Linked DNA regions of Mus musculus: region 1 is linked to region 2. Evidence: chromatin contacts called from public Micro-C data. All regions are on one chromosome and are shown on one strand. Each heading gives the region's core, a stretch centred on a gene start, on an enhancer-like site or on the middle of the called end of the contact. The rest is flanking DNA. Distances are from core to core; before and after follow the strand shown. Region 1 overlaps Gm34797 (a long non-coding RNA gene). Region 2 holds the start of Mark1 (MAP/microtubule affinity regulating kinase 1).

Region 1 (6,051 bases), core at 2,567-5,066, 110 kb after region 2:
AGGTCTCCCAGGGTTCCCTTAGTAGCCCCTGTACTCCCCAGGAGGGAAGGCCTGGAATGTCTCCTAACTGCTTCCTACGTGGTCTCCATTGGGTTGAAACAAGATCCTAATCTCCACTAAGTTTCTTCTGAGGCCACACTGGAGTCAGAGGGTGCCTAAGTGCCACCCAGAAAGGAGTTACAATAACCACGCTCCCTTGTGGGTGAGGGACACAGCACCTCAGTACAGCTTGTCTTGTGAGAATGTAGCCTTCTGCTGGGTGGAAGTGGGTAGAAGTCCTAGTTTTCAGTAGTCTTGGCTGGAGAGAGCAATTTTTATCAGAAAGTCTTTGTCTTACTAAACCAACCTTCCTGGTCTTTCAGGAAGAGTCTAGGTCTTTGTTGGGGCCTTTATCTATTTATTCAGTTTTGTTTGTACCTGGTGGCAAGCTCCAAGTCTGAGATATAGAAAGCATAACTGTGTCATTTCTCCAGTCTCCTACTCATCCAGCCTGCCTTCTCTTCACTTGTTTATTCTATGTTTATGCTGCCTATATAATCCAGGGCTATGAATTCAATATGGTAGAAAAACACTAGAAATACTTAGCTCATCTTTCTTGCTCCTCTTCTCAATCTTAAAGACAGTTCTAAAATAGATACTTATTTAAAATACAAATTCATATACATGTGTATGAGTTTATATCTTTATTTAAAAATATAAAATATATTCATTTATTTATTTTAATTCTTACCATGAGAGCACCAAAGCCTATGCTACTCTACTGTAGTGGGATCCCTTTTTTTTTTTTACTCAATATGTAAATAAATCCAAACAGTTTGTATTTAGAAAAGTTCTCATTGATTCATTGGTAGTGTGTCACAGTTTCCTCCAGGTTGTGATCTTCCCTTAATGAGGGAGAGAAGTGGTTTATAATACATAATACTTAGGAGAGGTGGTACATAATACATATCAACTTAGGTTCATGACCACTTAGGTGGTTCATAATACATAATACAACTCACAAGTCTCAGGAAGTTTCAGAAACTTATAAGGTATGGAAGCAGTAAGCAACCACCATGAGGAAGCCAGAAGGCCAAGCTGCTGTGAGGAGATTCTCTGACTTGTGGAACTGTCTGTAAGTCATGCCAAGAACTTCAGGATGCAGCTTCATGGGGTGTCACCTAGGCTGGAGTTAGCTTGTCAGTGATGTAGCTGCCTTTGAGTTGTCCCTGCTCCTGTAACTCCAGGGGCCAACTAGTTCACCAAGTTGCTTTGGCTACTTTGGCCAAATCTTTCCTGTGATGGGTCGTCAGTTCCTATCCAGGCTGAGTATATGTATGTATGCTGTGCCTCTACAGGATGAGACTACATGGACAACAGGAAAGAGTTGGAACCAGCTAAACCTTCACTCTGTTTCAACATCTACTTAGACTTATCACTTCCTGTCTTTCCTTGGTTATGAATGATTAGTATTCTTATCATTGTATTTTTGTGATAAAAGTGAGGGCAGGTTCCTCCAGATGTCAGTATTTCTAAGTTCTCATACAGAATGTATTTGAAATCTGTAATGTATGTATGCATGTATGTGTGGAAATCCATATATATATATATATATATATATATATATCTCCTTTGTCAGTGCATAAAATCATGGCAAGTTTCTTTTATTTTAGAGAGAAGCATAATTTGTATCCTTATGGAAACAAGATGGGGAAAAGTGCAAATACGCCTCTCATCAGTTTGTGTTTGATAACTGTCCTAGTTTCATCCTGCCACTGTGAGAAAACACTCAGGGTAAAATCAACTGAGGGGAGAAAAAGATTTCTCTCAGCTTTCAGGTCTCAGCCCATCATTGAGGGAAATCAGGGCAGAGCTCAAGCCAGAACTGAAGAAACACTGCTTGCTAATTCCATCTCGTGGTTAGCCCCTCTCTCTCTCTCTCTCTCTCTCTCTCTCTCTCTCTCTCTCTCTCTCTCGTGTGTGTGTGTGTGTGTGTGTGTGTATGTGTATGCGTTAGTTTATACACACCACATGTTTACAAGTGCCTGCAGAAGCCAGAGGGCATTGGAGCCCCTGATACTAGAGTTACAGGCAGTTGTGAGCCACTTGAGTCTGGGTTCTCTGCCAGAGCAGCAAGTGCTCTTAACTGCAGAGACATCTCTTCAGCACCCCTGGCCCCCCACATAAATTTCTTATCCAGCACAGGACTACCTGTCCAAGGAACTGTGCTACACATAGTATTCTGTATCCTCTACAGCCATCAAGACAATTCCACTGAGTTACACCTACAGGCTGAGCAGATCTCGGCAATCTCTCAATTGCGACATCCTTCTCAGGTGACTCTGGACTGTGTCAAGTTGACAGTTAATGCTAACTAGGGCAATCATGGAGAAGTGACCTGCAAACGCAGATTGAATAGTAAAACAAATACCCCACTTAGAGTAACGAGCCTGGATTTACTAACAAAGTTCTAGTTGAATGTATCTGGGTTAAGCATTCACTAGAATGAACTATCTAAGCTCTTAAGTTCCGTGTCCTAGACCTGGTTTTTATGTTACTCAGTACTGAGGGGAAATGGATGTGGTGTGAGTGGCATGGCCTCAAAGGAGAAGAAGCAAACAAAGAGAAGAAACCACCAAGACTGAATGCAGGTATCCTTGACACCCAGTTTCTAGACCTGCATAACTAGAGGCATCTTCTCAGACGGGCAGTAGGAGAAGTCTGTCCACCCTTGGCAAGGCTCTGCCCTGGAAGGGAATGAGAACACAGAGATGTACTGCCCAGGAGCCAGCACACAGTCATCTCAGCCCATAGCCACAGAAGCTCTGTAGCCATCACATATGTTGCGGGGAGTATTAAAACTGAACGGGCACATTCGCGTGGTGCTTATGCCTGCAACTTTCTGCCCCAGCAGCCTGGCCGTTGCAGCTCTCAGCACCATTGCACTGGTGGGCAATAGCCGACCTGTTATTATCTCATGGAGACTGACTCAGAATTCCAAAATCTCTCCACCTAGCTTGCTAAGTTCCCACTGGTGGGCTGTTATCATGCCAGGCCAATGTTTCAAAGCCCTCACAGCCTTTGCCGCCGTACCTTTCTCTCTTGAACCCAGAAGGAAAACACACAAACTTAGTTCAGAAACGACAGTAACTCAATCACTGGGTGCAACAACTAAAATCCTAATCTCATAAGCCTTATTAAATCTAAATCCTCGTCGGGTAGCGAATCCAGATGGATCTGCCATTGAAACCAGAAGACACTTGTAGCTACATCTTGTCCTCACCCTATCCCTGTCCAAAAGGGCCTAACTCTCTCCGGCTTCATCTCTTCCTCTGTTCTGAAAGGAAGTCCTGGAAGTCCCGCCTACTCGCCCAGTGATTGGCTCCTTCTTTCATTAGGGGATGGTTCACAGAAGTCACCTGAGTATGTAACTCATTCCTCATTTGCAGCCCCTCCCAAGAGAGCGGAATTAGCATCAAAATACAAGGGACCCCAGGGCTATCCACAACACAAGTACAGAGCCCTTGGGGAGCTCAGGGCCTTAGACTTCCCACAGCTGGATCCTCTCTTAGGCCTTGCCAGTTTTAGGTATAACTTCACACAGGCCCTGCAGAATGAGGAAGGAGATCTAGTGTATGGAAGCCACCATTAATGCCACTCTCACTGCAAGGTCTTTAATTCACACCCACTCATTCACACATCCACTAGCCTATAGAGGCACAGGAAATTCACTTGCATTCTTAAAATTAGCCCAGAAATTCTGTCTCCCTCCCTCCCATCCACAAGATCAGCTTGTCTGTTACCCTTTAAGGCCAATGCAGTTTGGGGCGGAGTCTTACACGTGGCTCCTAGATTTCAAATGCAACCTGCTCTGTCTAGGTTTGCCTTCCATGCTTTCTGTCACCTTGCCTCCCCCTTACCCCTTTGGACTGCCCCAGAAAGCATCTCACCTCCACAGTTCTGCCCAACAGCTGCCAACACTAGGGCCCAGGCACCTGACCCACATCCTAACCACTTGTGAACTTAAGCTTACAGGGACTCCTAGCTTTATTTAGTATGTCATGCCTCTTCAGAAGCGTGTGAAATATGAAGCACTGTGCTGTGTGAGTGTGTGTGTGTGTGTGTGTGTGTGTGTGTGTGAGTGTGTGAGTGTGTGATGTATCTGTGTGTGTATGGTGTTCATGAATGTGTATGAGAGTGTGTGATGTGTCTATTTGAGTGTGGATATAAGTGTGTGTGTGTGGTGTGTATCCATAATTGACACAGTATCAAAGCATTATTTAGACACTCCTTCTAAAGGTACATTGATAAAGTATACAAAGAAAAACCAGCCTCAAGACAAAGAAAATAATTATAATTATCAAATACTAGTGTCCAAATATTATTACAATATTACAGTTGTTCTTGGTGTTTATTTTTCACATGCATGAGCACACACAGACACACACACACACACACACACACACACACACACACACTCCAATGTAGCTGGTATTGTCCTGATTCCCCAATATCATGGAGCTTAGAGCAAGGCAGAAAAGAAATTCGATCCCCAGTTAGCTTGGCCTGAAAGCACATTGTCTTAGCGCTCTGTGTCCTTGCCCCTCCCCTGTAATAGAGTCAGGTGTGAGGCCCAGTCATAGGGCCTAGAGGAAGGGTCTCTCAGAAGTCACAGTAGCTCAGACTATTCTAATGTCTCGTGGTTTCATGACAGCAGGAAGTGGGACCCAACTGGAATGTGTGGTGAACTCTGTCCCAGCTCCTTGATCTTTCCAGGTTTCTTTTCTCTTCACTTCCAGTCTCTCTTCCTTCCTCACCTGACACAGCTCAGGGCATTTGGTTTTGTCTTGGTGTTTTCCAGACACTGTTTCTCTGTGTAGCCCTGGCTGTCCTGGAACTCACTCTCTAGACCAGGTTGGCCTCAAACTCATCCATACCCCCCCTCTCTCTCCCTCTCCCTCTCCCTCTCCCTCTCCCTCTCCCTCTCCCTCCCCCTCCCCCTCACCCCTCTCCCTCCCCCTCCCCCTCCCCCCTCCTCGCTCCTTCCAGAGTGCTGGGACTAAAGGCATTCACCACCCACCCACCCTTGGCAAGCTCAGGGCATTTATAAAGACTTGCTTTTCAGATGGGAGGCCCTACAGGTTACATGCTGGTCACAGAGACAATGGCTCAAAGTAGCCTTCAAAATGGCTTCTAGTGGTGATAATGACTGTAGCTTGGGGACTCTCCTTTGTACCCATCCTTGCTGTGTACTCTTCCTCTGTCCTTTCAGACAAGCCCGTGGCACCTATGGCAAGTGTCTGAATATTCTGCATTGCTGATGCCGTGCCTTCTGAAGTCTTGCCCTGGCTGTAAAATTTGATACTTGAATCCTTTACAACACAGTGTTCAGTGTGACATGAGTCTGCAGTAGTGACCTCTGGGACCTGGGTTGCCTTCCTGGGTTTGAATCTCACTCAGCTCGGCTCCTCACTGTGTGACTTGAAGGCAATGTATTTGTCAATCAGGTAATCAGGAGATAGGGAAACAAGTAAACTGTGCCAGGCTTTAACAAATTACTGGATGGTCTCACATCCCTAGAGAGCTGTCTTTCTATGTCTCTTCTTATAAAGAAGATATTGGTCATGGCTGGGTCTTTTCAGTCATGTTTGTATCTAGTTGGAATGTCCTAATAGGAAAACTTCATCTTGCCTGTATAGCCATTAGATTCTTTACTGTATGAAGTCATATCCTTTGTAAATAAGAATACTTTGGCTTTCCCTTTCTTATTTGTAGAGCCTTTATCTTCTTCTGTCTAATTCTCTAGCTAAGACTTCAAGTGCTATGTTGACCAGGAGAGTAGGGATATCCTTGTCCTATTCCTGATTTTAGTGTTTTGAGTTTTTCTTCATTCAGCATCATGTTGAGCTCTTCCATAAATAGATCATACATGTGAATCTTTAAATATGTGTGTTTAAATTGGAGTGCCTATGGGAGGGCCATTGGGTGGGAAAACATCAAAGGAAGGGGAATAGAATGTGGCAGTATAGAAGCAGAAAGGGAATAACGGACAGGAAGGGTAAAACAGGGTTG
Region 2 (6,072 bases), core at 77-2,576:
TTGTGCCTCATTTGCCCCTTCGAAAAGCGAGCCTGCCTGTCTCTCCTCCCCTATCTTTTGTCTCAGAACACCAAAGCACTTGAGTATTTTTACTTTACAATCCCTATGAAGTCACTGGTACATTAAGCACTGGAGGACCGATGAGGGGCGTAGACACCCAGAGAGCTCTCTGGTCGGCCACGCAAAGCCTAGAACCCCCTAGTTCCTTAAAACTTGTCAGCAATCAGGCCAGACCCTCTGGAGCCTCCGGGCCCCTTGGCAGGTCGCGGAGAATTTTAAAAACAACAGTGACAGAAAGCCACCTTTCCTGCAAAGGAACCTGCACACACATATAAACACAATCGTCCGTCTCAGAAGATGAAATTACAATTGGCCTTTCTCTTGGTTTTGTTAGACTTCAAATACGGCGAGTGAACATCTCAATCTTGATTTAAAAACAAAAAAAAAAAAAAAAAAAAATTAAACCAAACCAAACTAAACAAAGAAGCTCCTGAGGGCAATTTGATCAGACACAGAAAAATCCTGCCTTCAAAGAAATGTGCCTTGTGACACTCTGAGGAGAAGTACTTAAAACCTGTCCCTGAGTCACGAACACTGGATTGAGGAAGAGAAGAAGACAGCTGGCTTCTTGGGGTTCTTAAATCTTTTCTTTCTCACCTTGGGGCTACAGAAGCTGTAAGTGAAATCTTCCACTCTTCACTGAGAGTATTGCAGTGACATAAAGTCACACACACACACACACCCCTCTACTTCACTGCCCTCTTTATCCCTAAGGTGCCCGTGCCCCCCCCCACCCCCCAATGTGGACCTGATGTTACAAAAAGCAAAGTCATGGGGCAATGCGGGGGTGGGGTGGGGTGTATGTTTGCAAAGGACTCAAAAAAATCCAGAAAAGCAAAGGGCTGAAAGATCCCAGGACAGCCGAGGTGTAAGAGGTTCGGCTGGCTCGTGGGCTGCAGCCAAGCAAGCATCCATTCACTCGAGTGGGGGGCTGGGGGCGCGACCAGAATGTTGGGGTGCTCACGAAGCCACTCTGGACGCCCACCCTCTGCCCTCCATCACCCTCCGCATCCCCTCAGGCAGGACCCCCTCCGAGCAGAGGGCCGCCCCGGGGCTCCCCGCGTAGGGACGGGAAGGACGGGGAAGGGGGTCAGGCCGGGCTCGCCCAGGTAGCCGCGCCGGAGGCTCGGGAGACTCACGTTCTCCGTGTCCCGCTCGTTCACCGTGGGCAATGGCGTCCGCGCCGACATCTTGCGCGGGCAGCGGGGTCGAGCGGGGGGTCCGGCGGGTCGCGGGCCGCGGAGGGCTTCGGCGAGGGCGGGCGCGCGCGAGCAGGCCGCGCCGGGGAGCGCGCGGCTCCCGCAGGCCGCGGGGCGGGAAGGCGGGCGAGGACGCGGGGACCGAGCCGCGGGGACGCCGGTCGGGCGCGGAGGGCCGCGGCGGGCTGAGTGGAGAGCGGGCGCCCCGGAGCTGCCTCAGCGCGGCGCCCGGCGAGCGCGGCCCTGACAGCGCCTCCCGCACGCCGCCTCAGGTGAGCGCCGCCGCCGCCGCCGCCGTCGCCGCCGCCGCTGCCGCATCCGCGCCGGGCCCCGCGGCCCCGAGCCCGCGCGCCGCTCCGCGCCGTCCCCGCCGCGATCAGCCGGAGCCCTCGGCGGCCGGAGCCGGTGCGCGCGGAGCGGCGGGCGCGGCACGGCACGCAGCGCCCCGAGGCTCTTGGCGGCCGCCGCCGGGTGGGCGGGCGCCAGCCGAGGGGCCTCTCCATTCATTCCCTCATTAGGGATGCGGGGCCGCCTCCGCCCGCCGGGCCGGATTTCATTAGTGACTCGCCCCACCCGCGGATCAGCCTGTCCCCTCAGAACCTCCGGCGGGCGTCCTGCGATTTGATGTTGATTCTTGTGTGGCTTTTAAACCGGCACTGGGGACACATGGGGTTCGTGCGAATAGAGAACGATCCCCCTCCTTCCTCCTTTTTTATGTATTTTTTTATTTGTTTCACTGGAGGGAGCATTGGGTACCATCCATCCTACTCTCCACTTGGCCCATCCTTAAATTCTCCTCTGGTTTAATTCCTGGTTTTCTTCGAGCCTTCCTTCAGCATCCTTCTGCCCTGAGGTGTTGTTCAGGGGCAGGCGTGGACAAAAGGCACAAAAGCCTCATGAAAGGAGCTGGCCCAGAAAGCATGTGGAAGAGGGCTCCCCGCACCCCACAGCATCCCTGGAGTGGGTGAGACTTGATGTCTACAGTGGCTGATCGTCACTTCCTGGGATACAAGGAAGTGTCACTTAGGCTACTTATTCAGAGAGAGTAAGAAGGCTGTCTCTGTGGTCTGTCTGGAACTCTTCCTTCCAAAAGGCTGCTTTGCCTTTCCCTCCACCTGCCACTCCAGGTCCTGGGCATATTTGTCCCCATGCAATGTTGTCATTCTTACTCTGATATTTTGCACACTTGGCCTCTAGGATAAAACTTTACCATCTCCCTATTCCTTTTCTTTCTTCAACCTCAAATGGGAATCTTGGGATGATGGGAAACTCCTCTTTCCCAAATGCATCCATTTGAGGAAGAATTCCTGTGCCAGATGGTTTTTATCCTGACTCATTAAAAGTTGTTTCTGAAAACTTAACACTTGACCCTTAAAACATGGGCCAGAAGAACCTAAAAATAGCAAACCCATATCTTGAGGGAATACACACACACACACACACACACACACACACACACACACACACACCGTATGTAGTCGCTTCTAGAACACGAGCTGCATATTTATTTCTCAAGCATCTTATGTTGTAAGTACTTCTCAATTCCACAGAGCAAATGAAAATCCCAAGACCACTTTGGTGGCCATCTCTACTGTTCAACTAGCACTTAGGCTTTGGAACTAATGACAAGGCCACAGCCTGCATTATGGTGTGCCTCTGGGAATGGCACACTTTTAGAGTCCTTCAGAAATCGGGGTTCACCGAGATATACTGAAGCATGAGTTTGTACTTTTCTCATCAGCTGGAGGTTGTGCACTCAGCACCCCTGCTAACACAGAAGTCCCTTGTGTTCCAACTATGTCTGCATTAGCCTAGCAATAAGCAAGCAAGGTGCTCCCCCCATGCAACAAGGCTTCCACCAGTAGCTTAGATGTCATTCTTCAAAGGCTATTCACATGCTATCCCCTGTCCTCATTCCTCTGGTAACCCTGATGGGTATTTCCATTTCACAAAATTCCTCTGACTTGACTTATTCACGATCATAGCTACCTCAGGCTAATGAGACACAGAAGAAGATAACTGGAATGGCTGGGGGTGTTCAATGGTGTACCAGTCACAAGACCGTGAGCTCACCCCTGTGAGAGATGGAGCTAATTAGAGACAGAGCTCAAAGGGAAGCCTAGGATCTGAGCCCAGTGGCTTCCACACAGACAACTCTTAGCTACATTTTGCTCAAGTAGTGAAATTGGAATTGAGTGGTTATTATTTAAAGAACCCAGTTTTATATTGTTATATTGTTGCTAAGGAACTTTCCTAGCAAAGGGGCTACATCAAAGGGAATGGTTATTTTTGTTTTTCTTGTTCTCTTTTTGTTTTTGTTTGTTTCCAGACAGGGTTTCCCTGGCTGTCCTGGAACTCACTGGGTAGACCAGGCTGGCCTCGAACTCAGAAATCAGCCTGCCTCTGCCTCCCAAGTGCTGGGATTAAAGGTGTGTGCCACCACTGCCTGGCTTCGGGAATGATTTGTAATAACCCAGAATTATAATTCTATTGAGTAAGATAGACAAGAAATAACTCTACCTTTAAAAACTAGCATTTAATTCATGGCAACACCCACAGTCCTAGGTTTGGTATATAGTGAAAAATGCACTTTTCATAGGTAAACAAACAAACAAACAAACAACAAAACCTCCATTAAAAAAAAAGTTGTGTGCTCTTCTGCTGCAAAACGGCATAAGGGGATGTTGGGATGTTGTCAAACTGTTTAACCCTAGTCCTTAATAATGAAAATGCCACAAGCAACGTTTTCCTACATGGGTTTTTATAACTGTGACTTTGTGAAAATGGCAGAGGGAATGTTCTAAGGCTTCTAGCAATTCTCTTTGGGGCTATTTAAAAAAATGTGACGTGTAGTTTAGAAGCTTCTGGGGTAGAGTGATTTAAAAGTTTGAGAAGAAAATTGAGGTTCTGCCAAAACAAGAAAAATGGAGATCAACAATGTGCTAAACCCAAATGGATGGCGGCTAAAGAGTGCTGTTAACCATGGCCCCATGGAAGAAATTTTGTAACTACACTGGCCACTACTGGCAGCACTAGCTACTCTTGGCTCCTCCCCGCTTGAGAAGTCATTTGAATTTTTATTGATTTCATCATAATTTAAATTCAGAAACAAGTTTGATTCCATGTTTGGGCATTTTAAAAGTTATTTAGAGAGAACATGACTGTTGGAATCTACTTTTTTTTTAAACTCCAGATGTTCTGAAACCTAAACAAAAATCAAGTATGTCTCATGAAGATGTATCACCTAAGGACGGGAGAGGTGGCTCAGCAGGTAAGAGTGCTTGCCACATAAGCACAAAGCCCTGAATTTGAATCCCCAGCGTCGTGTAAAAGCCAGATATGGCCACTCTGACTGTACCCACCTACTGTGGGGGTGGAGGCAAAGGATGTTTAGTTGGCTTGGCTCAGCTTCACTGAGAGACACTGTCTCAAAGAAGTAAGGTGCATACACTACACACATGTAGTATACACATGCCCCACCCCGTGTGTGTGTGTGTGTGTGTGTGTGTGTGTGAGAGAGAGAGATACACACACTAAATAGCGCCTGATTTAGGCTTAACTCTAAGTAGCAAATGTATATGTTTTAAAGAGTAGGAAAAGAAAAGATGTAAGGTGCCTCTTCAACTGACATGCATTGCATATTAAAATGTAAACATTTTATATATTAAATTAACTAGAATATATTATTAAAATTATTTTCAGCGTTATTTTGTATTTTCAGATGTAGACACTGAAGAATGCATGCTTGTATAAATGGCTTACATTACATGTCTGGTGCATAGCCCTTCTCTGTGAGTTCAAACTGAGAATAAAGAGATTCAAATGCTGAAGAGTCAAAGACCTTGATTAGAAGCTATCAATTATTTATTCTGTGGGAGAGTGGCACCCAGCACACACGTATTGAATAACATGTGCCCAACAGGCACTGTTCAAAGAAACTGTTCTTCACCTAATAATTTCCAGCCGTAAACAGCATCATCCTTTAGAAGAATTCAGCAAGAAACATGCTGAAAACATACAAAGAAGCATGAACAGATCATAGTCTTCTGTGAACAAAGAATTGGTCAGGTGTGACAGAGACAGCAGCTTTAATTGTAAGTTCATAAAACTACAAATGTACTAAATAGGAGGTACTAGCAATGCCTGATGTCAAGACCTGCAGAATGTCTCGGTGGATAAGGGCTATTGTGGTACAAGGTGGACAACCTAAATTCTACCCCCAGAACCCATGTCAAGGTGGAGAGAGCTGGCTCTGAGGCATTACCTCTGACCTCCACATACATGTGCCCCCTCCCCCGCACCAACCACATTCACAATAATAAATAAGTTAATTAAAATTTAAAATAGATCTAATATCCAACATGCATGACTGGAAAATCGTTATTTATCGAGGACACATTTTTGTTTCCCATTCTATGGGAGACTTATGCCTTTCCATCTAACCACTCAAGATGACGACAGGACAGATAGTTCTATATGGTGACAAAGAGGGAACCCAGCTAAGAAAGCAGGCTCAATGCCCACTGAGAAAGAAACGTTATTTCTTTTCATAAATAAGCTGGGTCCTGATTGCACCCCAATGGCTAGCGAGGCATGCTGTCCCATGTGTTGACGCTCATCCCTCAGTGTGGAATGGATGAGAGTTTCAAAAGAAAAGAGATATTGCACTTTAAAAGCTGTATGGCTGGCCTTGAGAGGTAGTTCTGCTGGTAAAGTGCTTGCTTTATTAACACAAGGGCCAGAGTTCAAGTTCCAGCACCAACACAGAGGGTGGGGTATGGTGGTGCACACTTATAATCCTAGTCACTGGGCT

The links. A called contact is a pair of places that touch in the nucleus more often than the background predicts.
Region 1: a contact with region 2 is called in a Micro-C map of embryonic stem cells, with 2.6 times the contacts expected there. The contact joins the enhancer-like site here to the promoter of Mark1 in region 2. A contact is called at or near these places in 8 of 39 promoter capture datasets (the 3T3-L1 cell line, 3T3-L1-derived adipocytes, the HPC-7 cell line and 4 more), 4 of 484 Hi-C or Micro-C datasets (Sertoli cells, embryonic stem cells and nephron progenitors) and 3 of 115 datasets of contacts at active chromatin or transcription factors (all in embryonic stem cells).

What each region holds. Positions count from the first base shown.
Region 1 is chr1:185,101,710-185,107,760 of GRCm38.p6, forward strand. The region is part of intron 2 of Gm34797 (a long non-coding RNA gene); the gene reads right to left. Among named protein-coding and RNA genes, the nearest start is that of Gm34797, 13 kb to the right of the region's middle. Within about 2 kb of position 3,817, at least 19 of the 459 cell types and tissues checked have an H3K27ac peak or open chromatin away from gene starts, as enhancers often do. A contact at or near this core is called in embryonic stem cells and trophoblast stem cells, where this site is marked.
Region 2 is chr1:184,998,223-185,004,294 of GRCm38.p6, forward strand. Mark1 (MAP/microtubule affinity regulating kinase 1) reads right to left here and starts at 1,327. Exons shown (of 18, transcript NM_145515.2): 1 at 1,200-1,327. The coding sequence starts at 1,250. It overlaps Gm39728 (a long non-coding RNA gene), which reads left to right and starts at 1,344. Exons shown (of 5, transcript XR_865821.3): 1 at 1,344-1,531; 2 at 4,453-4,530.